2 separate regions of the Mus musculus genome follow, and region 2 is linked to region 1. A link is a contact called in public HiChIP or PLAC-seq data. All regions are on one chromosome and are shown on one strand. The core of a region is the stretch at or near the end of the contact, and the rest is flanking DNA. Distances in the headings are between cores, read along the strand shown.

Region 1 (4,969 bases), core at 2,333-4,832:
CAGTGCAGAGTCAGAAGTTCAAGATCTCCTTGGCTACATAAAGTTCCAGGCCAGCCTGGGATGCATGCAGCCCTGTCTTAATAGAAAAATAAAAGCCCTCTGACCAGCTGGGCATAAGGGGATTCTCCAATACACACTTAGTCTTAGGCTGGCTTCTCTTGCCAAGGACAATGGGAAGCATGGGCATTTAAAGTTGAGTGCTAATCGGCACCTTCAAGAAATCTACAGGGTGAACACCAAGGAATGCCTCTCAGTGGGAATATACTTAGCATCTTTTGTTTGTTTTTGTTTTTGTTTTTGTGAGACAGGATCTCTCTCTGTATCTCTAGCTGTCCTGGAACTCGCTATGTAGACCAGGCTGGCCTTAAAGTCGCAGAGATCAGCCAGCCTAAACGTCCAGTGCTCAGGATTAAAGGCATTCACCACCAAGTCTGGCCTGTTTGGTGACTTTTGGGGACACTGAGTGGCAGCAGCTAGCTCCACCTGTGAACAAGAGCAGAGAATTGTTATGCAAAGAAAGCTTCTAAAATTGCTGACCTGAGGTAAACAGGGGACCAGAGGGAGTTGTCTCTCACAAGTGAAGGAAAGGAGATCCTGCCAAGGAGACAAGGCAAGCCCTTAGTGGTAGCACATGGCTACCTCACCAACTACCTAAATGTCATCCATGCAGGTTGTCTCCATAGGCTGTCAGGTGCCATGGGAAAAGACCCTCCAGAGCCTGCTGAATATGGTTATGTACATCATGTACATCTCAATTTTATTTTATTTTATTTTATTTGGGGTTTTTGTTTTGTTTTGTTTTGTTTGTTTTGGTTTTGGTTTTGGTTTTTTTTTTCGAGAAAGGGTTTCTCTGTATAGCCTTGGCTGTCCTGGAACTCACCTTGTAAACTAGGCTGGCCTCAAACTCAGAAATCCACCTGTCTCTGCCTTCCAAGTGCTGGGATTAAAGGCGTGCGCCACCACCACCCGGCACATCTCAATTTTAAGCTGCATCTCCAGATGAGCCTTCCTCTGGGACACCATGTATGAAGTAAGATGCACTTTTCTATGTCTTCCCCTGGCTGAGTGCTCTTTCAAAGCGTGGCACCTCCTATTCCCTCAAAAACACTTCTCTTATTGTCTCCAAGAGCAACTCCACCTAGCTCATCTTCTGTGAGATCATGGCTCCACCGATTTCTAGCTTTGCAACCCAGTACAAGTAATTGGCCTCTCTGTGACTGTTTATCCCTCTTCCCATGGGGATGCTGCTTGCTGCATTCATGCGTGGATCCCCACGTGTGGATGTGGGGTAGTGCATACTTCGAGTTAGTCTATGGGAACCATCACAGTAGGAGTGTAGTTACGGCTTGGACGGAGCAGCAGTGTGCACCCATGATTTCAAACCCACTTGCACAACAGTCATGAGATAAAGATTGGTGGTAGTTTATTAAACGTTATTTCCCTTTCATCCTGCACACAAAACCTCCCTTTCACACTTACCCAAAGACTAGGTGTGACCATGTGATGATTTCCGGTCAACAGGATATAACTGGTTGCACCCCTTCTAGGCCTGGCCTGCAAATATCCTTTTTTTTTTTTTCTGCTCTCCATCATTGCCTGACTGATTCAAGCCAGCTGGGTAGGAGCCACACAGGTCCCACAATGAAAGCATGGGCAAAGGCCATTCTCGAGAGCTTTCCCTTGCCACGATCCCGTAGCCCAGATAAGGTTGTGTTGTATTTTCACCAACATGCGCTTGGCAGGCCACAGATAGACCCTGCGCTGGAGAAAGGGCCAGTACTGAATCGTGGAATGTGAGTGATGTCACTGGTGGTACCTGTCCAGTAGGCGCCCTGTCCTTTACCTTCCTGTAAGAAGAGGTACTTCCCTCTCCCCTCTCAGAGAAATGGATTGCCACAGTCACCAAGTTGAGCAGGCAGTCCACGATGAGTGGAGGGACACACAATGTTGGTCCCAGTAACTGGTTCAAGGATAGCTACTACTTGACCCAAAGCAAGAGTGGCAAGTGCTGCTGAAGCTGTCAGCAGAAAACAGGGCCCCTTGTTTAGGCAGATTACTGGCTGAAGATAAAGATGCTTCAGGAATCCTGGTAGCTCGGTGAGGGGCTTGCTGAAGAAGTCAGGAAAAAGCAGAGCTGAAGAGAGCATTTCCCTGTGGCTTGTTGGGGCTCTTGAGCTCATTACGGTTGATTCACATTTCTGTCACCCTGATCCATAAACTTCCTCCTGCCTTAAGGTGATTGGAGCTAGTTTTCACCAGCTTATAAGGGCAAGGTACCAGTTTACCAGCTTTGTCCAGATTCCTTTTAATTTTCAGTGAGCTTCTATCTGATTGAAGGTTTCTTGTAGTAAGTAGTGAACTGGGGCAAATTGGAAGTTTTTATGAAATTTAGCACATTTCCTCCGATGTTTCCTAATAGTAAGATTTAACTAGTAATATTTGTACACTTTCGTTCAAAGCAACATAGTTGCAATCCCAGGTATTTCCAAAATGTGAACTAGGATGTAAGTTATTTTCTATTGCTAACTATTCAGGCTCTCATTGCTGTATAGTGTGTACCCCAAACTAAGCAGGATGCTTCATAAGACCTATAATCCATGTGTTTCATCTCAACCACTGTTAGGTATTACAAGGCTTTGACTTAAAATTCCTACCTGGTTAAAGCAACCCCCTTTCCACAGAGGAGTCTTTGTCCCAAAGCTGCTTAGTTCCATGTTGCCATCCTCTTCCTTTCTGATGAAAACTAGCCTGGCCAATCCATCCTTTACTGCCCCTGTATTCACTCCCAGGCTTTAAGGCCATTGGTCATCCTTCCTGTGAGACAGTGCTTTAGGAAGAAAGGAAGACTGCTCTAGCTTCCTCTCTTGAGCTCTGAGCCTTTGCTCTCTCCCTTGCTCTGTGCACTCCAGACCTCCCAAAATAAAAGCCAGGAGGAGTGTTTAAAAATAGTTTTTAAAAGCTTCATAGGGTGTGTGGGTGTCAAGGTAGCTGTTTGCGTGCAGACTTTCTCTTGGGATTCTGGGTTCTGTGCACAGAACATTTATGGAAGTTTTTCAACCTTCCATAGTGAGTGTCGATGTATTGTGTCTAACCCACAGGCTGATTTTGCGCACGTTTTCCCCGACACAGCCACATTCTGTTCCCTTTTCTTGCCTTACGTATTAGTGTAGACCCCTAGATCTTCATGCCTCACTTCTGTGGGTGGCAAAGGAGAAGGCAGCCGCCAGCGCAGTGGAGAGGGCAAAGCAAACCTGTCTGTTAAGAAAGAGCGGGACAGAACAAAGAGCACACATCCTTTGCCAACAGTCTTCGGAAACAGGCTCAGTCCGCTCATGCGCAGGAAGAAGGCCGGCCCGGGATAGTGTGGGCAGGAACAGGCAGAATGACCCCCGGGGATCACGGGTTTGTTGGAGTTTCCAGCACCTTTCATCCTTTGTCCCCACTTCTGATTCACATGCATATTACCCTGACCAACTCCACACTAAATTCTCTTTCTCCCCCTGGCTCTCTGGAAGGTGGTGGGAACCTCTAAATATTTATGAGGTGTCCGGGACTCTGGTGCTCTTGTGGCGCTAATGAATGCGTGCCTGCGCACAGGGACCCGAAACCCGGCAAAGGGACGGCCACACAGCTCCTGGCCTCGCAGTTCCCAGGCCCGGAAGAAAGCGGGGAGGATGAAGGGAGGAGAAGCTGTTGTCAGGAGAGAAACAAACGGTCGGGCTACACAAAAGAAAGAACAGAGTTCCATCTTTGCCCGCTGGAGCGCTCTGGAGCGGGTAGGAATGTGCGTGAGGCAGGGGAGTAACTCGCCCGATTCCCAAGTCGGAAATGAGTTTCCTAGGAGACAAAGAACCTACCCGCATTTTCTTTTAAGCCCCACTTTCTCCAGTTAAGAGTCTGGACCTCTCGCAGAAGCTGTTAGGGTCCTTTATGCGCTGTTTTCATTAGGGAGCTAAATTCCGTCTTAAAGTGAACTCTCCCTAAATATGTTTGCATAAAGGAATCTATAATTCTAGCTTGGAATGTAAATCACCTGTAGTAACAGGTGGTCTTCGTGGTATCTTAATAGAAAGAGTGATGTATTCATACATTGGAAATGAACCGGGGACGTCGGAATGTCCGGAACATCAAGCACCAGAAAGAATCGTCTGCCTAGCCCCCATTGGCTCGCGTCTCCAGACACCGAGATCTGAGGGCTCCCTCAATGTCACTCCCAGGCGGGGGAGTCTGCAGGCAGCTAGTCTATTGAAGTCATCCATACAATGCTGATTATTTTCCTTTGTAGGTCTCAATATCCAAAAAGATTAAGGTTTTGTTACTTTAAAACACTCGTTCCGGATGCAAGAAACAAGTAACCTTGGCTCCGCTCATCTATCTTCCTAGGATGCTAAAAAAAAAAAAAAAACTAGGAAATCCTACCTCAGGCCTGGTCATGGCCCAAACTTTAGCTCTGCCAAAGGGAGGCAAAGCAGAAACTGAGCCCTAGCTTCCTTTTGAACACACTAGAAGCTCTGCGCAGCTCCGTGACAGCCTGTAAGTCAGTTGTAGAGAGCTAAGACTTCATGTTGGAAGATTCAAAACATGTCCCCAGGATCCCACCCTGCCCTGTCACCCAGACCTGACTATGTGATTCCTAAACATTCCGCACAGGAGAAAGACTGAATTTCTTGTGCTTCTGCACCAGGGCATTTCGTGGAAAAGTGCGAGTTAGTAGGAATATTTAGTAAATGTTTTCAGTGAGCATTGCGTAGCTTTGATCAAAAGAATGTACAGATTCTGTCGCCATTTTGTGAGGTGATAGGACTGAGTTTGTAAACACGACTACTTTGTGGTTGTCTATCGTTGTGGCTTCTACTCCGGTGATCTTTCCAGTTGGCCTTGCTAGGATCTGCAAAGGACTCCAGAGAGCTAGCTCCCCACTGACTCGAAGTGTGCTTTTAGAACCAGTGAGCAGAGCGCATACAATTCA
Region 2 (4,852 bases), core at 1,767-4,266, 220 kb after region 1:
TTGGAGGGAAAGGGTAACTCGAAGGAAGACTAGGACTTTCTGCTTCTTGGAAGGTTCTGGAACAAAAGGCTTTGCCAAGTGTGGGTGGTGAGAAGCTGGGAGTGTGTCTGGCTTGACTGTAATGACCCACTTGCTCTGAGCTTCAGGAAAGAAGTTGAGACCTGGCCACGGTGCATGCATTACAGAAGGCCTCACCAGAAGGGGACAATGGGGACAGAGCCACTTGGGTTTGACACATTTGAAGACATGGAGATATTTATCTTTGCTACTTGCTAGCTGAAGAAATACATAGCCAGAAAGATTGAACGCCTGACTTATGTTTACAAAAGCCACGGAAGCACAGAGGTACAACTACGTTCAATTCTGCTGGCTACTTGTATGACCTCTCACAGGCTGTAGCCTGGTCCTCCAAAGTCATTGTCTCGCTTATGCAACACATCTGAGGGCCTGTTTACCAGCTGACCATTCCCAGGCTGCCTCAGTACCTCAGTTACTCTTGTAAGGAATAGGTGTAAGTGTAAGGTTTTACAGGCTCCGCTCTGGTCTGCCCAGCTCACCTGGCATGACTGGCAAATAAGGAACCATCAGTGAGGACAACAGTGTGATTACTAGGAGTCTCAGGTAAGATCAATGCATGTCCACAAGATTCAGCTGTCCTCTCCAGCCCAGGTCAAGGCTTCCCTGGGTATAAATGCTATACAGTATAGATGAGCACCCACCATCACCATCACTGTCATTATGGACACCACCAACTGAGACACCACACATGTAATCAAATGTTTGTTCCAGTCAATGGTCAACACTTGGTACTCTACATGATGCTTGGTGCCCAATGAAATGCAGGGAACAAAGAAGGACGGAGTGAAGGAAAGCTTTGCTGTGAAACCTGTGTCAGAAGAAGGGGAACAGGTCCATCTGTAGCAAATGCTTAGGGCCAGTTCTTCCCAGGCTCCCACAGGCCTTAAAGCCTTCAGCTCCACGACCCAGAAATCCCCTCGGAGCGATCTGGCACGTTATGTTTCATTTCTTCCTAGGCATCGGATTGTGCACTTGACTTTCTATGTTGGGCCCAACTTTCAGATTTCACTGTGCTCCCTTATCCAAGCACTTTCTCATGAATGGGCTTCACAGAACCCAGGGAAGTATGCACTCAAACTGTTAGTTAGCCAAGAGAAGAAATTTTAAAGATTAAAAACAAACAAACAAACACCTAAACTCCAGAAATGTTGATGTGTTTACCTCGAAAAGTTCAGTTGGTAGGTTGACCATTTCTACTACTATGATGCCATTTGTCCCAAGCACATAGGATCTAAGCTTTTAAATCACTGAAAATTAAAACTAAAATATCAGGCAACCATAAAAGATTTTAACCTCTTAAAATGGAAGACCAGAAAGCCACAGAATATTATACAATTATTTTGTTCTGCAAGTTCTTAGAGGAGCCGGAGGTTTTCCCCTCTAAGACTGGGACTGGGACAGCAATTCTGATTTCTGCTGCTGTGGGGAAAAAAAGGAATTGACTGTCCCAGATGAGGTGGATTAGCAAGCATCAGAAATGGAGAAGGTGTGTGTGCGCATGCTTGGGCATGTGTGCTATGTGTGTGTGTGTGCTGTGTGTGTGGTGTGTGTGTGTGTGTGTGTGTGTGTGTGTGTGTGTAAATAAAGTTGTAAATGAAAAAGTATTGAGACAGGAACGTGATTGAATTTTGAGGTGCAAGGGGAAGAGAATATTGAAAGATTACTCCATTGCATTCTTTTTTAAAAGTTGGCTGGTAAAGCACTCTTACAAATAATCCAAGATTTTCTTTGGCGTTATGAGACATGACACTGAATCCAGTCAGTTGGGCTATTCCCTGTCCAATAAAATGATACTCAGAAAAAGGATAGGAAATAATCAAGATGTCAGCAAGCCCAGGGATGTGTTGACAGTGCTCTGTTAAGGTGATATTTTGCTTTCAGGCCAGAGCAGTGATCTAACATTCTATCCTGTAGAGACAGCAGACCTACATTTACTTAATTTGTATGGACAGCTTTGGCCTCAGACAGTGTCACTTGTACTGAACCAAAATTCAGAAAATAGAAAGCTACCAACAACTATTAATATTTACACATTTTGAGATGAGCACAATTCCTATATATTCCAGGATATAATGATAACAGCTAGAGGTAACAAGGAGTTGGATCAGTGGGCAAAGTGCCAGCCATACAAACATGCAAACCCACACTCATGTTTGCATCTATAACCCCTGTGGTGTGTGTGTGTGTGTGTGTGTGTGTGTGTGTGTACACTCTATATGTGACTCCTTGAGCTCACGGGACAGCCAGCCAAGCCAATAAGTGAGTATCAAGTTCAGTAAGAAATCTTGAGTGAAGGATAAGATCTCTTTATGGGAATGTACAGGAAATTAAACTGGGGTTGAGCTGGAAGCTTCTGCCCCGCGCTTTGGCTTTCACAGTGGTGAAAGGGGATATGCAGGCTATTGGAGAGGGGAAAGCTGGCTTTACTCAGCTGTGAACTCTGCCAACTATAACACCAACCTGCTAGGTAAGGTGTGCCCATGTGTACCATAGTGGCATAATGCTTATGGAGGTAACCAACTACTCTGCTTCAACCTAAGGAGGACTCCACAAGAGGAAACTCACATCTGGCACTATAAACCCAACCCCAAACCCTTAGGCCCGAGACAGAAACTCAGCACTGTTGTTTAGGGACAACACTGTCTTTCAAATAGTTATGATTATCCCCAGAGGCAGATGCTATTCTAAGCCCCGAGCAGAGAGGTTTCTTTTTGCTATGAGCTGCTGTAGATGCAGATTCCTGGCTGACCTGGGTGCTGAGAGTCAGTGCTGTCTCAATGCTGAGCCCTAACAGGCCATCTGTATCATCCTTCTGAGGCTTGGGGACATTTAAAAAGAGGAAGGAAAGAGACTGTGAGAGCCAGAAAATAACAAGGGCTGTGAAATGCTACCCTGCGAGCATGACACTGATATTGCAAACGTGGTTACAGCGTAACTGCAGGGGCTTGCACTTCGCTTCCACAAGACGGAGTCAGCCTGAAACGTTCCCTGTGATGTAATGAGTTCAGACAGAACTCCGTTTTTTTTTTTTTTTTTCCAGCAATTAATCTTTCCAAAACCTAAAAAAAGTAAACCTATACTTGTGCTATTGTTTGCTGTTTTGTTTTGTTTTTAATTTCCAAAAGTTACAATTCATTCCCATCTTCCAGTGGGCAGACTTTGTAAACTCTCTCCAAAGTGGGTTTCTTGCAGTTCTCCTGAATCGTCCCTAGTTAAGTCTTGCTGATGGTGAGCACTTCCATTTAGAAACACAGTCAGCAAAACTGTGTTTACACAAAGGACAGACTGCTGCACAGGGACAGCTCTGGTCTTGAGAACCTTACAGGAAGATGCCCACATCATGATGTGCAAGGGCATTTGGGATCAGATTTATTAACTCGACAAAACTCTAGGCATGCTCTATTAACTGTGTTGCATATACTATGTATTCAGAGGAGATCCTGTCTAAAGCACTGAAAAAATCCACACTACTGCCTAAATGCTGAATCTGAGCCTCGTTTCCACCTAAGCTCAATGCCACACATGTGTATTAAAAGCTAGGTCGTACTTAATGATACTGAATGCTAATTCTTTTTCTTTTCTTATGTAGGTGTGTGTATGATGCATGCACATTGTTGGGAACATACATGTCCATGTACGCACATGGAGGAGTCAGAAGAGGCCACCAAGGTTGCTGCTCCATCACTCTCTGTCATGTTACCTCCAGATGGAGTCTGTCACTGAAACTGGAGCTAAGCTGGTGGCCAGCAAACTCCAGTAATCCTTCTATCTCTGTCCACCAGCAGTGTTGAGATGAAGGGCATGCACAAGGTCACACCCATCTTCTCTCTGTGTGTAAGGATCTAACTCAGGTCCACATGCTTGTTCATGTAACCACTGAGTCTTTCCCCTACCCCCTCAGACAGCCATCACCCTGCTTCCTGCTTTTTTTTCCCTGATCATTGTGAGCAACTAACTAATCTCTGCCAATTAGTTCATGTCTTGTCTCTCCCTGCTTAAGCCTTGTCGACTCTTCTCTCTAAAGTGCTTTTTCTTGTAATTGCTCTGAATCATCTCAAACTTATAAAAAGAATAACAAGGATTAAACAACAGCAACTGTGGGAAAGCTACAAGTCCAGCAGCACTGTCAGTTGGACATGCTGGTTTAAACACTGGAAGAAGGAAATCGGTTTATCCGAACAATTGTCTAATACACGGTAATGAGACACCTAATTAGGTGCAGTGAAGAGGCTGGGTATTCATGAGATGGGAAAACCATGGAAGTTATCACTGTTTATTTCTCTCTCCATTTGAATAATGCCATCAGGGCCCTTTTATGAACTGATTGTCAATGTGCAAATTACTTAATCTCCCTGCATTCATTTGCTCATCTGTTAAATTGGATGAAGAATACTTTCTCTCTCCTGGGTTTAAGGATTAAATGAGATGATTCATGAAAAGAGTTAACCTCAGAATCTAGTGTAGAAAAAACACAAATGAATGTCTGTCACTGTTAACAACAACCACAACCACAACAGCAACAGCAACAACAGCAACAACAAAACCAATAGAGACAAATTAGCAAACCAATAATCTCCTTATGAATTTAAAACAGAGGACTATCTACCCTGTATGTGTGGTTGGTAGAATGATTCCTTTGGGTTTACATCATTAGAAAACAAAGAAGAAATAATCAACTCAAAAATAATTTGTATGCAGTGTTAGTTTTAACTGTCAGCTTGACACAGACTAGCATAACCTGAGTCTTTGAGAATGTTTATGAGGGATTATCTAG

Evidence for each region. HiChIP or PLAC-seq counts read pairs in DNA pulled down with a chosen protein or histone mark.
Region 2: a contact with region 1 is called in an H3K4me3 HiChIP or PLAC-seq map of bone marrow-derived macrophages, with 4 times the contacts expected there. The contact joins two enhancer-like sites. A contact is called at or near these places in 1 of 39 promoter capture datasets (the 3T3-L1 cell line), 3 of 484 Hi-C or Micro-C datasets (the HL-1 cell line, myocytes and nephron progenitors) and 5 of 115 datasets of contacts at active chromatin or transcription factors (bone marrow-derived macrophages, embryonic limb bud, embryonic stem cells and 2 more).

Annotation. Positions count from the first base shown.
Region 1 is chr17:10,331,844-10,336,812 of GRCm38.p6, forward strand. No RefSeq gene overlaps it. Among named protein-coding and RNA genes, the nearest start is that of 1700110C19Rik, 9.7 kb to the left of the region's middle. RefSeq lists an enhancer at 1,720-4,969. Within about 2 kb of position 3,583, at least 204 of the 459 cell types and tissues checked have an H3K27ac peak or open chromatin away from gene starts, as enhancers often do. A contact at or near this core is called in bone marrow-derived macrophages, where this site is marked.
Region 2 is chr17:10,555,940-10,560,791 of GRCm38.p6, forward strand. All of the region lies in intron 4 of Pacrg (PARK2 co-regulated), which reads right to left. Gm16168 (a long non-coding RNA gene) reads left to right here. Exons shown (of 3, transcript XR_003952273.1): 3 at 1-4,852. Among named protein-coding and RNA genes, the nearest start is that of Gm52294, 6.4 kb to the left of the region's middle. Within about 2 kb of position 3,017, at least 8 of the 459 cell types and tissues checked have an H3K27ac peak or open chromatin away from gene starts, as enhancers often do. A contact at or near this core is called in bone marrow-derived macrophages, where this site is marked.